Regions from separate parts of the Mus musculus genome. Here regions 1, 2, 3 and 4 are each linked to region 5. A link is a contact called in public ChIA-PET and HiChIP or PLAC-seq data. All regions are on one chromosome and are shown on one strand. Each heading gives the region's core, a stretch centred on a gene start, on an enhancer-like site or on the middle of the called end of the contact. The rest is flanking DNA. Distances are from core to core; before and after follow the strand shown. Region 1 holds the start of Rnf103 (ring finger protein 103). Region 2 overlaps Atoh8 (atonal bHLH transcription factor 8). Region 3 has its middle 24 kb from the start of Gm38832. Region 4 holds the start of Rnf181 (ring finger protein 181). Region 5 holds the start of Polr1a (polymerase (RNA) I polypeptide A).

What was found. ChIA-PET counts read pairs in DNA pulled down with a chosen protein or histone mark. HiChIP or PLAC-seq counts read pairs in DNA pulled down with a chosen protein or histone mark.
Region 1: a contact with region 5 is called in an RNA polymerase II ChIA-PET map of memory CD8 T cells, with 24 read pairs. The contact joins the promoter of Rnf103 here to the promoter of Polr1a in region 5. A contact is called at or near these places in 6 of 39 promoter capture datasets (the C10 cell line, hematopoietic stem and progenitor cells, hippocampal neurons and 2 more), 1 of 484 Hi-C or Micro-C datasets (stem cell-derived motor neurons), 2 of 115 datasets of contacts at active chromatin or transcription factors (astrocytes and memory CD8 T cells) and 1 of 9 other capture datasets (adipose tissue).
Region 2: a FOXA1 HiChIP or PLAC-seq map of pancreatic cancer cells shows a contact between it and region 5. The contact joins the enhancer-like site here to the promoter of Polr1a in region 5. A contact is called at or near these places in 1 of 15 datasets of contacts at CTCF or cohesin (the NIH/3T3 cell line), 1 of 484 Hi-C or Micro-C datasets (bone marrow-derived macrophages), 5 of 115 datasets of contacts at active chromatin or transcription factors (bone marrow-derived macrophages, embryonic limb bud, large pre-B cells and 2 more) and 2 of 9 other capture datasets (adipose tissue and macrophages).
Region 3: a FOXA1 HiChIP or PLAC-seq map of pancreatic cancer cells shows a contact between it and region 5. The contact joins the enhancer-like site here to the promoter of Polr1a in region 5. A contact is called at or near these places in 7 of 39 promoter capture datasets (HPC-7-derived erythroid cells, the SN4741 cell line, embryonic stem cells and 4 more), 1 of 15 datasets of contacts at CTCF or cohesin (the NIH/3T3 cell line), 1 of 484 Hi-C or Micro-C datasets (bone marrow-derived macrophages), 23 of 115 datasets of contacts at active chromatin or transcription factors (the 230-238 cell line, the HPC-7 cell line, the NIH/3T3 cell line and 19 more) and 3 of 9 other capture datasets (adipose tissue, liver and pancreatic islet).
Region 4: an HNF4G HiChIP or PLAC-seq map of pancreatic cancer cells shows a contact between it and region 5. The contact joins the promoter of Rnf181 here to the promoter of Polr1a in region 5. A contact is called at or near these places in 7 of 39 promoter capture datasets (the 3T3-L1 cell line, the C10 cell line, cranial neural crest and 4 more), 1 of 484 Hi-C or Micro-C datasets (liver), 9 of 115 datasets of contacts at active chromatin or transcription factors (T-cell acute lymphoblastic leukemia, bone marrow-derived macrophages, effector CD8 T cells and 5 more) and 3 of 9 other capture datasets (liver, macrophages and pancreatic islet).

The regions. Positions count from the first base shown.
Region 1 is chr6:71,492,471-71,495,170 of GRCm38.p6, reverse strand. Rnf103 (ring finger protein 103) reads right to left here and starts at 1,294. Exons shown (of 4, transcript NM_009543.3): 1 at 283-1,294. The coding sequence starts at 508.
Region 2 is chr6:72,215,521-72,218,220 of GRCm38.p6, reverse strand. All of the region lies in intron 2 of Atoh8 (atonal bHLH transcription factor 8), which reads left to right. Among named protein-coding and RNA genes, the nearest start is that of Gm52906, 15 kb to the left of the region's middle. RefSeq lists an enhancer at 1-2,700. Within about 2 kb of position 1,285, at least 146 of the 459 cell types and tissues checked have an H3K27ac peak or open chromatin away from gene starts, as enhancers often do. A contact at or near this core is called in embryonic limb bud and pancreatic cancer cells, where this site is marked.
Region 3 is chr6:72,184,765-72,187,464 of GRCm38.p6, reverse strand. No RefSeq gene overlaps it. Among named protein-coding and RNA genes, the nearest start is that of Gm38832, 24 kb to the right of the region's middle. Within about 2 kb of position 1,379, at least 22 of the 459 cell types and tissues checked have an H3K27ac peak or open chromatin away from gene starts, as enhancers often do. A contact at or near this core is called in pancreatic cancer cells, where this site is marked.
Region 4 is chr6:72,361,166-72,363,865 of GRCm38.p6, reverse strand. Rnf181 (ring finger protein 181) reads left to right here and starts at 1,434. Exons shown (of 5, transcript NM_025607.4): 1 at 1,434-1,625; 2 at 2,327-2,454; 3 at 2,640-2,700. The coding sequence starts at 1,501.
Region 5 is chr6:71,907,687-71,910,386 of GRCm38.p6, reverse strand. Polr1a (polymerase (RNA) I polypeptide A) reads right to left here and starts at 1,334. Exons shown (of 34, transcript NM_009088.3): 1 at 1,148-1,334. The coding sequence starts at 1,224. Ptcd3 (pentatricopeptide repeat domain 3) reads left to right here and starts at 1,625. Exons shown (of 24, transcript NM_027275.3): 1 at 1,625-1,753; 2 at 2,541-2,593; 3 at 2,698-2,700. The coding sequence starts at 1,647.

The DNA of each region.
Region 1 (2,700 bases), core at 45-2,544, 420 kb after region 5:
ACTGACGTTCCTGAATTCTGGGACAAATGATTCAATTTAATGATTTTTTTTTAAAGCTACACTTTCAAACTGTCATTTCCAAAGAGCCTTTGGAACACACCAATACACCTAACAGTTGTCTTTTCCAAACCGAGATTTACATATTTATTTAGAAAACGTAGACAAAGATGACCTGGGCAGCTCTCTGGAGCAGTCTGTTTAACCATTCTGGGGACCGCCTAATTCTGGGGAGTGGGTAAGAGCCAGGACAGTGGAGGCGACCTCCAGGAGCCCAGCACTTGCCTGACTTCTCCACCAGCTCCCGAACATCTTTCTTCTCCGGCAGCCCGGAGTAGCCCAGCCCTCGACACTCCAGAATGGTCTTCAGCTTCTTGAAGCTCAATGCCACCGGATCCACCAGCTGAGTAGCAAAGATGCCAGTCTCGTACCACACAATGGCCTCAAAAAACCTGGCCAGGACGAACAGGACCAGGAAATACAGGAGCAAGAAAAACAGCTTCAGCCACATCTTCGCCCTCTTGGCGTCGCCAGGAGCCGGGACGCCGTGGACAAGGGAAGGGGATCGAGTGCGGGGCGACAGAGCGCAGCCTGGGCGAGGGCAGCGAGGGCGCGCGGCGGTCACCGGCGGGCCATCCCCGCGGGGAGGCAGGTGGATCGCGGCGTGCGTGCGACTGAGAGCCCCGGCTCTGGCCTTGCGGTCAGGAGCTGAGAAAGGGAGAAGGGGGGACGTTCAAACGCACCCCACCCATCGAGCTGCGGACGGCTGGAAGAGGGCAAGAGCCCACCTGGGGTGACCGGGAGGCAGCTCCGAGGGACTGCGGGCCAGCGGAGGGCGGTTGGGGCCGGACTGAGTGGTCCAGAGGGCGCGGTACTCGGCTGGGCCAGGCCCGGGGCCCGGCGCGCCCAGCGCGGGTTGGAGTGACCGCCGCAGCGCCGCGCCGAACGCCCAGGCTTCAGGCCCCGGCGGCCGCCCAGGCCTGGCGGCAGCTCCAGGTTCCCGCGGGCGGCGCCTATCAGGCCCCGCGGCCCGCGAGGGGGCGTCGCGGCGGCTCCCGCTGAGGAGGAGCGCGAGACGACAGTCGTGAAGGGAGGAAAAAAAGAGGAAAAAGCAAATAACGCTAGGCCCCAACGCGGCTCTCCCGGGCGGCTTCCTGTCAGCTGCGTAGCCGCGCGGTGCCCAGCCCCGTGCGGACGCGCCGCGCCAACCGCGGCCACCGTCCCTGCCGCCTCTGCAGGCCGCGGCCGTCGCCCCCAGAGCACTGGACCCGCTGTAGCCGCGGCCCCAGTCAAGACATAACAACTGACGTCGGCATCGGGGCGGGGTCTCGGCAGGGGCGGGGTTAGAAGCCGCGGGGTGCAAGGGGAGAGAGGGGCTGCGGGAGGCTGGGCTGGGTAAACCTTCCGAGTTACTGTGCTCTCGCGGTCCCAGCCCTCTGATGCGCTGATGTTTAGTCACTGATTTCAGTCCCAGGATTGGACATTGGACCCTGCGACACTGTGCACCTTTGTGCTGAGCGTGAAAAATAAAGGCTGCTAAAAGATGTTCGTTTTTGTTTGTGGTTTTTGTTTTGTTTTGAGACACTGCCTTATTAAATAGTCCTGGCCCGCCTGGAACCGCTCTGAACACCAAGCGGGCCTCAGAATTCAGAGATTGCCTGCCAGGCATGGAAGTGCTGGGATTAAAACCGTGCACCGCCGGGCGTGGTGGCGCACGCCTTTAATCCCAGCACTCGGGAGGCAGAGGCAGGCGGATTTCTGAGTTCGAGGCCAGCTTGGTCTACAGAGTGAGTTCCAGGACAGCCAGGGCTACACAGAGAAACCCTGTCTCGAAAACCCAAAAAAAAAAAAAAAAAAAAAAAAAAAACCGTGCACCACCACACCCACCCAAATCATCAAGATCTGTAAAAATCAGAATCTGTGTTTTAAGTCCAGTCCCTGTCAACCGCGGATGCTTTTGGGTTTTTCTTTTGTTTAGTTTTTTGTTCGGGGTGGGGTGGGGGGGAGGGGTGGCACAGCTGGCTTGAGGTGCTTGAGGTGAAACTCTGAAAACAGATGTTTTTCTACCTTTGCTTTAGAATGCGATTTTCACATGTGTGTTGGAGGAGGTATGGCCAAAAAGAATTTTAGTATGTGATCCAGTTGTGGCTAGTCTCCTAGAGGGTTAAAAAGTAGACAATGAAGGTCTGAGTTGTCAGGACAAAAGTTGTTAGGTGTGGTTAGGTCCAGGTGCAAAGGTCTGTGTGTTTTAGCCAGCCAGAAGAACTCATATAAAATGAGTTTGACAGGCAAGCGTATGGTACCTGGTTCCGTGTTTATTTAACTCTAGCAGGGTCATGTTCTCTCTCTCTCTCTCTCTCTCTCTCTCTCTCTCTCTCTCTCTCTGTCTTTCTCCCTCTCTCTGTCTTTCTCCCCCACTCTGTCTCTCTCTCTCTGTTTCTGTGTGTGTGTGTGTGTGTGTGTGTGTGTGTGTACGCGCGTGTGTGTGCATGTGTGCGTGTGTGTGAGTCTTCTTGATCAGGAAAACAAGTAGGAATTCCAGGTGAAATGTTAGCCAGCAAGGAAAAGCATGAACAACCCTAAACCAGGGGTGAAATTTTTAGGGAGAGAGTGTGACCCTCAATCAGGGAGCAAATGAGCCATGGAAAACAAAGAATGGATCATAAAATGTAGACAAAGGATAGTACCCCTTTATAACGCAGT
Region 2 (2,700 bases), core at 36-2,535, 310 kb before region 5:
CAAGAACTCACTGTGCTTAGGATGTGGATGGTTCAGAAGGGTGGCTGTGTAGAGTTGGGGTGAAACACCCCCCCCCCCCCGAGAGCTCTACACCTCTCATGGGTGTTGCCTTCTCTGGCATGCTTAATTGTGAAGTAAACAAAACAGGATGTTGGGACGGGACAAGGTGTTAAATCCTGGCATTCGTACTTCTTCTTGGTGACCCTGGATTTGTTACTTAACCTCTTTGGTCCCCAGGACTCTCCCCCCATAAAGCAGGAACATCATACCTTCCTTTCTGCCTTGCTGAGGAGATTAAACAAAACCCTGTGTCAGAAGGGGTTGCCCTTTTCTCAGAAAGGGAATCTCTGAATGTACAGCCACAAAATGACAAGTTCATATTTAGTCCTGGGAAGGAACATCTCAAGACAGGGAAGGTACCCAGGGTGGACAGATGGGGATCTTTCAGGTTAGGGATTCTCGAATCTCTAGCACTTGAATCTGAAGCGCTGATCCTGCCCTTTAAAGTGAGGCCAGCAAGCAGCCAGTCCATAAATCCCCGATTTCAAAAGACGTGGATCTATATCAAGAAATCTAGGCAACATTTGGCTCAAAAGAATGCCAATAAACAGACCGCCATCAACAGACACCATCCATATGGTGAGGTATACTGTGCACCAAGCACTGTATCTACCATCTCTACTCCTTGTCAGTAATACTCCTGGAGTCGGAAGCAGTGCCCCCTGGCCCCCATTGCACAGAAGGGAAACTGAGGCCAAGAGAAAGCCATGTGCCTTAGGGCTAGGAACTAGGTTTCCCTTTCTTTGGTTGAAAACCCACAACCTCTTTTCCCCTGAAGATTGCCCAGGAGTGCCCCCCCACCCCCACCCCCCAGCCAGCACGCTATGGCTATGTCCTGTGCTATACCCACTTGGAACCCTTATGTAAATAGGCATCTGCAGCACGTGGAGGTTCCATTTAGCTGCAGGGAGCCAATAGCCCGCTGGTGGTGGCAAGGAGTGGGGTGGGCCTGGATTCGGGGCGGGGGAGGGGGTGTCATCAGCTTCGAGTACCCCCAGGGCTGCGCCGCCAGTGAGGCCTGACACCGGGTTAAGTCGCCTGGCGGCCTCCGGCTGCAGCTGGGAGCGCCGCCTGGTTCCCATTCGGTGCTGTGGTTTTGATTAGCTGCTGGGAGAGGCCTGCCTGCCTGCAAGTCTATGGGAGCTCCGCAGGAACAGCGGGTCCCCCCCCCCAGGCCGCCCGCCCCCCCTCCTGGCAACCCCAGACTCCAGATGTTCCGAGCGCTCGCTGGGAAGGCCTGCTGGCGCCACGGAGGGCAGAGGGCAGGGAAAGCACGCGAGCTGGAAGCCCAAGAACTCAGTCACCGCAGGCCTTGGCAGCTCGCCCAGCCCTCCGCTGGCACATTCCCCAGCTCTCCCCTGGCCATCTGTTCCCAGAAAGCCCTTTCAGAACCTCATCATCACTCAGGATACAACAGCGCGAGCAGCTGGTTTGGAGGCAACAGCGAAAACCGTGCAAAAGGTTCTTTGTGAGAGAGGAAACTCGCTTATGAATAACAGGGCTGGATGCCGTAAAACTTGGCGGCTGCAGTTCGTGTTTCTCAGGCGCCGCTGTTTGCTCTTGACTTTTTATCTCTGGTTTTTATCCACCCCCCCCCCCCCGCCACCCCCTTGTTTGCTTTCAGTGTTGTTTCTTCCTCTTCTGACACCAGGTGTCATTTCTTACTTCTTTGGAGTACCTGAAGGCCACCTAATTAGTTCTTAGGATATTGACAACTTTTTTTTTAAAGCTCAAAGCTGTTAATCCGGGGAATAGTGGACTGTTTTCCTCTGGGCTGGAAGAGACAGGCAAGCAAGAGGGTCAGGGAGTCTAATGGGAGGACAGTAGCTAAGGAGATGGTTCAATGGGTAAAGGGCTTGCTATGAAAAGGTGAGGACCAGCGTTCCCACCCCAGTAGACTCATAAAAAACTGAGTGTGGCAGCATGTGACAATGAAATGACAAGGTTCAGGGAGAAACCCTGTCTCAAAAAGAAAGGAAATATTGTCCAGAGGTAAGTGAGGAAGATACTCTGATGTTTGTCCTTGTGTACGTGTGCGTGTGTCTGGATGTGTGTCTGGATCAGTGTGGCCAGGTCCTGACCTGTAATTGCTGAGGTCATCTTCAAAAGTGTGGCCTGGTAACTTGTCATGGTTGGAGTTCTAACCAAATAGTAGCATTGAGCTGCAAAGTCATCCCACTGTTACCCTGACTGACCCCAGCTTCCAGAAGAAGCAAGCACTGTGTCTGCAGGGGCTGGGGTGAGACCTGCAGAAGACAGAGGAGGGAAGAGACAGAGACACATCCATTGGCTCATCAGAGGGGCGGCACAGAGGAGCTTTTGGGAGAACAGTGGTAGCCGTAAACACCCCAGTGCCTGGGCCCCCACAGCTGACTGAGGCATGACGTGAGGCCTTTTTAAAGAACCGGCTGCCGCCACTGTCGCCAAAGGCTTCTGGGACATGTCTGCTCAGAATCTGGGCACCTTCTGGGAACAGTCACCAGGTGGCCTGTCCTGGGCTGTGGGATCCTGGGGCAGGACTAGCAGCTGGGATGAAAAGAGAGAGAAGCAGGGATTCCTGTCTTCCTGGTACCCCTTGAGACAGGGAATGGGGTCAAGACTGCCCCGGAGTGGATGGCCAGGGTGTGCTTCTGGTATTAG
Region 3 (2,700 bases), core at 130-2,629, 280 kb before region 5:
TTCTTCTTCTTCTTCCTCTTCCTCCTTCTCCTCTTCTTCCTCTTCCTCCCATCTCTCCAAGGCTCTCACCTCCCTGGGCCTCCCCTCCCATCCTGTTGACCTTGACCCCTCTGGTCCAGGATGAGGTTATATCCTCATCATTCTAGCTTCTCATCTGGATCCCTGCATCCCTGGCCCAGTCTCTTACACAAAGCAGTGTCTGTCATGTACAGAAATGGGTTTCCTCTGATGGAAAGTCTGGGTGGCTGGTCACAATACTCCCTCTGGATGCCAGTCCGGAGAACAGAAGAGGGACCCAAGCCAGCTTGCACAGTGACAGGGAGACACAGGGGGCATCACTCACCCTGTGCCCCAGGAATCGGTCCAGTCAGTGATGTGGATGGCTCTTCTGATAGCCCCTCCTTTCTTTCTCTCCCCTCTTAATTGTCCCCCACAGTGAGGACCTGCCAAGAGGCTGTGTTTAGTCACAGGCAAGGGCTGACACCTCCCAGGGCATCTCAGTGTCTTTTTGGTAAGTCACTCATGCTGGAATTAGAGGGGCTCCTGCCCAGGGCAGCACTACACTCATGATCTATACCCAGCCTGTGACCACACAGCGGCTCTCCCAGACTTCTAGACGGCAGGAGTTGCCTCTGCTTTCCCCGGTGATTCGAACCCCAGAAACTCACAGCCAAGAGGCCTGTTGGAATCCAGTTATTGGCTGTAACTTCTGGCATTGTGGTTCGTTGAGGTCTTGGGCAAATCGCTTCCACTCTTTGTACCTAAGTTTTCCCATATAATTGAATTCCTCAGGACTGAAAGGCATGCATGGGGTGTTTGAGTCCTAAATACCCCTGGGGAGCCACAGGATTTTTCTGTGGGAGCCACAGTTGGGGTACCACCTAAGGCCGTGTGGCTGAGCTTGAGGGAATGGCTGACCCAGAGTTCTTTCTAAGCACTGAAAAGGGAGGAATCAGTGTTGGGGAGGCTGGTGTGCCCTGATTTGGCACCTACAGAATTTGTAGCTTGGTGGCCCCCACTTCTGCCCTAACCATTCTGTAGCTTTGACATTCTGGAGAACAACCCATATCCAGAAAAAGGCTGTTCTGAGCCTAGAGTGCCCTCTAGGACACCCCTGATGCCTAACAGATTTGGTGATGCCTTGTGAACACATAGTGGCTTCAGACCCACAAGACTTCCCAGGCTCCCAGAAGGTCCCAGTGCTGTGAACCTGTTATGGTGGAGTCCGGAGGTGCTTAGAACCTGGTGTTCACACATTGGTGACCCAAGAATCTGATTGTTCTACTGGAAGCAGGGGAGAGCTGCCAGACAGCACACCTTATTCCATTAACAATCCTTGAAATTGGTGGCCTCAGAGAGGGAACGTCTTCATGGTGCGGCACCGCCCTCTGCTGGCCAGAATGGGAAGTACTGTCACACAGTACAGGTGGAGGTGATCTTATGGTGGGCTTTCCCACCTGCTCAGCCTTCACCAGTGGGGACCCTCCAGCTCGCCTGAACCCTGGAGGGATACCGACAGGAATGCTCCTCATAACTCCACATAGAGTCATCTTGTGAGTGGCTGGAGGTGTGACTCAGTTAATAGATTGCCTGCCTATGGAGAGCCCCTGGATTCCATCCCAGCAGTGCATGAGTGGGGTGTGAACATGTGCACCAGTAACCCCAGTATACTCAGAAAGCAGAGGCTGGAGGATTAGAGTACTCAGGTCATCCTTGGCTTGCTTCTTAGGGTGGGATACATGAGACTCGTGTGTGTGTGTGTGTGTGTGTGTGTGTGTGAATCAGCTTGTGAGAATATAGCAGGACTCACAACTTCTAGAAATAGTGATTTCATTAAAATCACTAGGTACCGTGGTGCACACCTTTAATCCCAGCACTTTGGAGGCAGAGGCAGGTATATCTCTGTGAGTCTGAAATTATCAGTCTGGTATATATAGCCAAGTTCCAGGCTAGCCAGAGATTCTTAGCCAGACCCTGGCTCAAAAAAGAAAGAAAGAAAGAAAGAAAGAAAGAAAGAAAGAAAGAAAGAAAGAAAGAAAGAAAGAAAGAAAGAAAGAAAGAAAGAAATTAAAATAGAATCCAAATGGACTCCACTGTACTGGGCTGGCAGAAAGGCCTTTCTTACTAGCTTTGGAAGATGGGAATGTATGGTCTCTTTGCCCAGGCTGTGGTACAGGGAATGAGGAGAGGAGAGGAGGCCTGTTTCAGTCTTCACAGGGCCCACTGTAAGCTCAGGAGGCTGTTTCCTGTGGTGACTGACAGCCCGGGCCTTGGCCCGTGCCCACTCCTGCTCTTGCTGCTCCACCCCACCCCCACCTGTTGCCTGTGGCTACTGAATGTGTCCCTCAAAACTGCTCTGGAGCCTCCTCCTTTCCCAATCCCCTCAAGGTTCTGGGAAATAAAATCAAGAAAGTCAGGGTGCCCAGGGGAAGGACTATGTGAGGGCCACAGCCATGTGGCCATCTCCAAGAAAGTTGCCACCCTTGGCTGGGTTATAGCGTATGTTGTGGGTCAGTGTTGGTTCCTGGACCGAGCGATCTCTGCCCTGAAGCTGAAGCCAGTACACACTGCTCTGACAAGGATCCACTGCTTGCCTCCTTTTGAAGACACATGAGTCTGGATAAGGAGAGCGACATTCTGTTGTTAGATTCAAAGCGTGGGCCAGACATCTCCTCAAAAGCCAGGCTTGGCCACCTGCCT
Region 4 (2,700 bases), core at 185-2,684, 450 kb before region 5:
GGTGTTACTTCCCACTGTGAGCTGGGCCCGTCTATATCAGTCATTAATCAAGAAAATGACTAGTCTACAGGCCAATGGAATGGAGGCATTTTCTCAGGGTTTGAGGGTCCTTCTTCCCAGATGATCTTAGCTTATGTCAAGTTGACAAAAAGATAACAAACATACAGGGCTTAAGACAATACTGTTTGTTTGTTTGTTTGTTTGTTAGAGGCAGTGTTTCCCTAAAAGCCCAGTGGCCTCTTAAATTCTGAGACGATGGGTGTATGCCACCTTGAGAGCTCTAAGCACTTGTTACCTTCCTTGGGTTTATTATCATCTTCCTCTTCTGAGAAAGATGGGGGGATAGCACTTTGCCCTGCTAGGTGGGTCAGCAGCACTCACTTTGGGCAAGCTACTTCTGAGACCCAGGTCAGTGGTAGAGCAGATGCTCAGCATGAACTCTAAGGCCCCTCTGAGGTGCCGCACTACAGTACTAGACAATTACAATCAGGTATTTATGGAATGCTCTTTTCCTGAATATGCCTCTCCTTTGAATTTTTTTAAAGACAGGATTTTACTATGTAGCCCACGCTGGTCTTAAGTTTGCAATCCTCTGGCGGTCACTCCCCCCCTTTTCAAAAATTTCAAAAAAATTTATTTTATAACTATGTGTGCTTTGTCAGGTGAATGTAGGTACCGGGGAGGAGGAGCAAAGAGGCATTACCTGGAGCTGGAATTACAGTAAACTGCCCAAGTTGAACTCCTAATCATGCATGGTTTTGTCTATTTTCCTTCTTTTATTGTTTATATTTATTTGTTTTAATTTTTATTTTTATTGATTGAGACAAGGTCTCAACTTTTTAGCCTTGGCTGGCCTCCCACTCACAGAAAAACACCTGGCTCTGCCTCCTGAGTGCCAGACTTAAAGACATGCACCATCGATTGCTTTATTTATTTATAATACGAGTGGGTGTCTTGCTGCATGTCTGTCTGTCTGTCACTTATTTGCCTGGTGCCCGCAGAGCATCAGACCCTCTGGAAATAGTGTTGTGCGCCATCCAGTGGGTGCTGGGACTAAAACTTGGGTGCGCTGAGCCATCTCTCCAGGCCCTTCACCCATTTTTATGCATAAAACATAATCAATGCGTGGGAATTTTCCTTTCAGGGAGTAGGTGGAACATGCAGGTAAACTCAGCCAAGGAGACACAGTAGAGATACTTCCGGCTTGGACTGGCACTTCTAGAAACCGGCGAGAGCCCTCAGATCCTGGCTCCGAAAAGTCCCCGGAATTTCCTCTTTCTCCAACCCCATTGGCTTTAGTCTTTGGTCACCTGACTTATCCAACCAACGAGAGGCGGCTGCATCGGTACTTCCGCCTCTGTGTGCGAGTCACTATGCCCACCCCAGGAGCACTCTGATTGGCTCTCCTCTTGAAATTCGATCGCTTATTGGCCAGCGCTGGATTCGGCTCTCCAGCGGCAACCTAAAGCTGTGTCAGACAAGCCCGGCAGCCCAGGAGCCATGGCGTCTTATTTTGATGAGCACGACTGCGAGCCGTTGAACCCTGAGCGTGAGGCCCGCAACAATATGTTGCTGGAACTCGCGAGAAGAGTGCGCGGGGCTTGGAGCTGGGCCCCGGGCGGCAGGTTTCTGGGTTGGGGTTTGGCGGAGAGGGCGGGTTAACCTGGGAGGTGGGGTAAATAATGTTAGTCAGGGCGACGCGATTAGTCGAGTCGGAGTCGTTAATTTGGGCTATTAATGAGTAGGGCCCGCCAGGGGATCGTGGGAAAGACGAAGATAGAAAGGGTGGGTGTAGCAAAGGGAGGCACGGGACAAGATTGTCATGGGGGCGGACACGGCCTGTGCCCAAGTGTGTAAACTGGGTAGTGTTTTGCTAGTAATAAGCAAGGAGAGAAACTCACTGCTGTCCTGGAATCAACTTTGGCTTATTCCTGAACGACTTCTTTGAGACTGCTATTTCTAGTAAAATGGGAAAGTTGCCTGGAGTGATAGTGCACACCTTTAATCCAACTACTTGGGAGGTAGAAAGAAAAAGGGAAAAGCGAGCCGGGGTTGATTGAGAGCTGTGCTGGTGGGTTTGTTTCGTGTGTGTGTGTTTTGCTTAGAGACAATCTCACTATGTATCCCTGACTGGCCTCGAACTCACAGCCTCCCAAGTGTTGTGACTAAATGCATGGGCCACCACCTCTGGCTCCCACCCTACTGAGGAGCTCTTGTGCACTATTCGTTATTATTACTATTTTAGCCAGGACAGGTATTTCCCAGTGGATTATGGGGGCCGGAACTAGATGATTTCCTTAGTTCTGATTTATACTTTCTCCCTCAGATCACTCTTTAATAGGATGGACTTTGAGGACCTGGGATTGGTAGATTGGGAACACCACCTTCCCCCACCAGCTGCCAAGGCTGTGGTGGAGAGCCTCCCTAGAACAGTCATCAGTAGCGCCAAGGCTGGTGAGGACACAAGGCCTTTTTTGTTTTTTTTTTCTGTTTAGGGCAGATAAGCCAGACCTGCCTGCCTGCCGACTCCCCCTAGCCACCAACAATCTGGCCTGTTAGTGTTCTAGGCCAAGCCTGTGTCTGAGTGGGAGGTTGGGTTGGGCCTTAACTGCTCTCCTGATCGACACTTCCTCTTCAAGATCTCAAGTGCCCCGTGTGCCTTTTGGAATTTGAGGCGGAGGAGACTGTGATTGAGATGCC
Region 5 (2,700 bases), core at 85-2,584:
GCGCGCGCGCACACACACACACATCTATCTATCTATCTATCTATCTATCTATCTATATCATGTTCTATTTACTTAACCCTAAAAAGGAAGGAAGTTCTGATCTATTTATCTATCTATCTATCTATCTATCTATCTATATCATGTTCTATTTACTTAACCCTAAAAAGGAAGGAAGTTCTGATCTATTTATCTATAATTTTGAGGACAGTATGCTAAATGCATTGGCCAGTTACAAGAAGTCGGGGCTGACTGACTCCTTTTACTTGAATAGGGGCCTGAACAGTCAGAATAACTGAAATAGAAAGTAGACAGGTGGTTACCATGCGGCAGGGGCAGGGAAATGAAGACTGACTGATTACATATGGAGATTGCAATGGCAAGATGTGTCCTAGAGGGGGTAGTGCTGATGTTACCAGTGTGGTCTACCTTTTTGTTTGTTTGTTTTTTTATTTTTCGAGACGGGTTTTCTGTGTCCACGAAGCTCTGGAACTGACTCTGTAAGACCAGATTGGCCTCGAACCCACAGAGATCCTCCTGCCTCTGTCTCCTGAATGCTGGGAGGGTTTGTTTTGTTTTGTTTGTTTTTTCAAGACAGGGTTTCTCTGTGTAGTCCTGGCTGTCCTGGAACTCACTCTGTAGACCAGGCTGGCCTCGAACTCAGAAATTCGCCTGCCTCTGCCTCCCAAGTGCTGGGATTAAAGGCGTGCGCCACCACTGCCCGGCAATGCTGGGAGTTTTTAATGCATGTTGAGTTATTAATGGGAGTCTAAGAAGCGTGTATGCTATCGTGATCAAAAAGCATTAGAGAAGAGTCCCCAGGACTTCATAGCCAGGGTCTTGATCCAAGATTTAAAAGTTCATCATCGCTTGGACCAGAGGAGACTAATTAGGAAGTTGATAAGCGTGTGATGTAATGTGATTATAAATGACATAAAACTAGTTGATTAATGAGGAAGATGAACAGATGAAAATGCAGCAAGCGCATTCCTTCCCATTACCAGCAAGCAAGCACTAGGCAGCCAGCCCCCCACCCCCCACCCCGACCCCGCCGCCCCCGGACTGGCTCGGCTCAAAGCCTTCTGGGAATCGTAGTTCCCAGCTCCAACTTCCACAACCCTGTTCTACACGCATCCCACTAACTCCTTACTTGAGCTCTTCGGCCGAATACATTCCGAAGGAAATGCCCTGAAGCCGCCTCCATGGTGTGTGCTTGGAGGCCAGCATCTTCCGAGTCAGTTTTGAGGTCCGTCACTACGAGAGAAGTTCCAGTCAGCCGCAGAGAACGCCACTTGAGTCTTGTAGCGCAGAGCCACCATGTGTTTTTCCACTGCGCTTGCGTGCGAGAACCGCGGCTTGGCAAATTGGCTTGGACGAGTTCATTTTTGCTTTCGGGGTGGGTAAGGAGTGGAAGAAAACTGTCTCAAAACCCTCCTTCAGTTTAAAAGCAAAATTACACAGGAGACTTTAGAACAGCATTTCAAGTAAGTTTATTCGAGGTGAACGATGTGTACTGAGCGTTCCGCTGCTAGTCTAGCCAAACAGGACCTTGTGACCACCCGTTTGGAGATGAGACGTTCCACGCCAGCCCCGCCCCTCGACCCTGGAGGCGGAGGTCGTTCCCGACGTGCTCCGCGAAGAGTCCAAAGATGGCGGCGGCGGCGGTTGCAGCTCGCCGCCTGTCCTTTCGCAGCGGGCTTGTCTTGCTGCAGACCACTCGGGGGACGGGTGTGTGTGAACCGAAGGTCTGTTGCAGGTAAGAAGACCCAGAGTCATTTTGGTCTTGCATTTCCCTGAGAGTCGTGAAAGTAGGTAAGATGCAAAGGCATTTGTATGGTCGAGGCCCGGCCCTCTCAAGGGTAACACGAGGTAGCGTCGTATTTAGTGATCTTTAGATCTGCGAGTTCGGGAATTCTTTCGGAAAATTTTTATTGGTTGGTTGCAATACTATGTATAGCCAAAATTACCCTTTAAACTAGGGCCCTGTTCTCGTGAAGTTTACATTTCCGTGAGTGCCGCTACAAGCCCCTACACAAATTTCTTTATCACCCCCCCCCCTTATTCATTTTAACCCTGCAAAAAAGAAAGGGCAAAGTAACAGATCTTTCACAAATAAAGGGCAGGCTAATATTACCAGTATGGACTGAACGTTATGAGAACCTTCAGCTAAGAATAAGCTAAGACTTTAGTAAAAGCAGAAAGCCTTAAAACGTCTGACCCCATTCTTTCCATCTGGTGGTGTTGCAAATACTTATGTAATTTCTTTGTACATCCTTCATGCAGTGGCCTGGTGGAAATAGGAGGTGGTTTTAAGTCAGTTGTAGAGTGGATAATTAGCTCATACGATGTCTTTGGACCAATACAAAAAAATAAATAAAACTGGGTTACAAGTTTACACTACATCTAAATGCCTCTATAAATGTGGCTCAGAATGTGTGCATGCGGGTGGAGCTGAGTCAGCAGAGCTAGCGGTAGGAGCTGAGCTGAGGCCATCAGGGAGCAGTGCTAACAGTGGGATTTTTGTTGTTTTGTTTTTAATGCAGATTTTATGCTGGAACTGAATCCCTCCCAAAGGTTGAAGGATCAGATATAACAGGTATTTTTAAAACTATGGAAATAGAAGTTTTTAAAAATGAAAAGACATTGTATTTCTTTGTGTTGTTAGAAAATTGTTTATTTTTATTTTTTTTTCTACATAAGGGA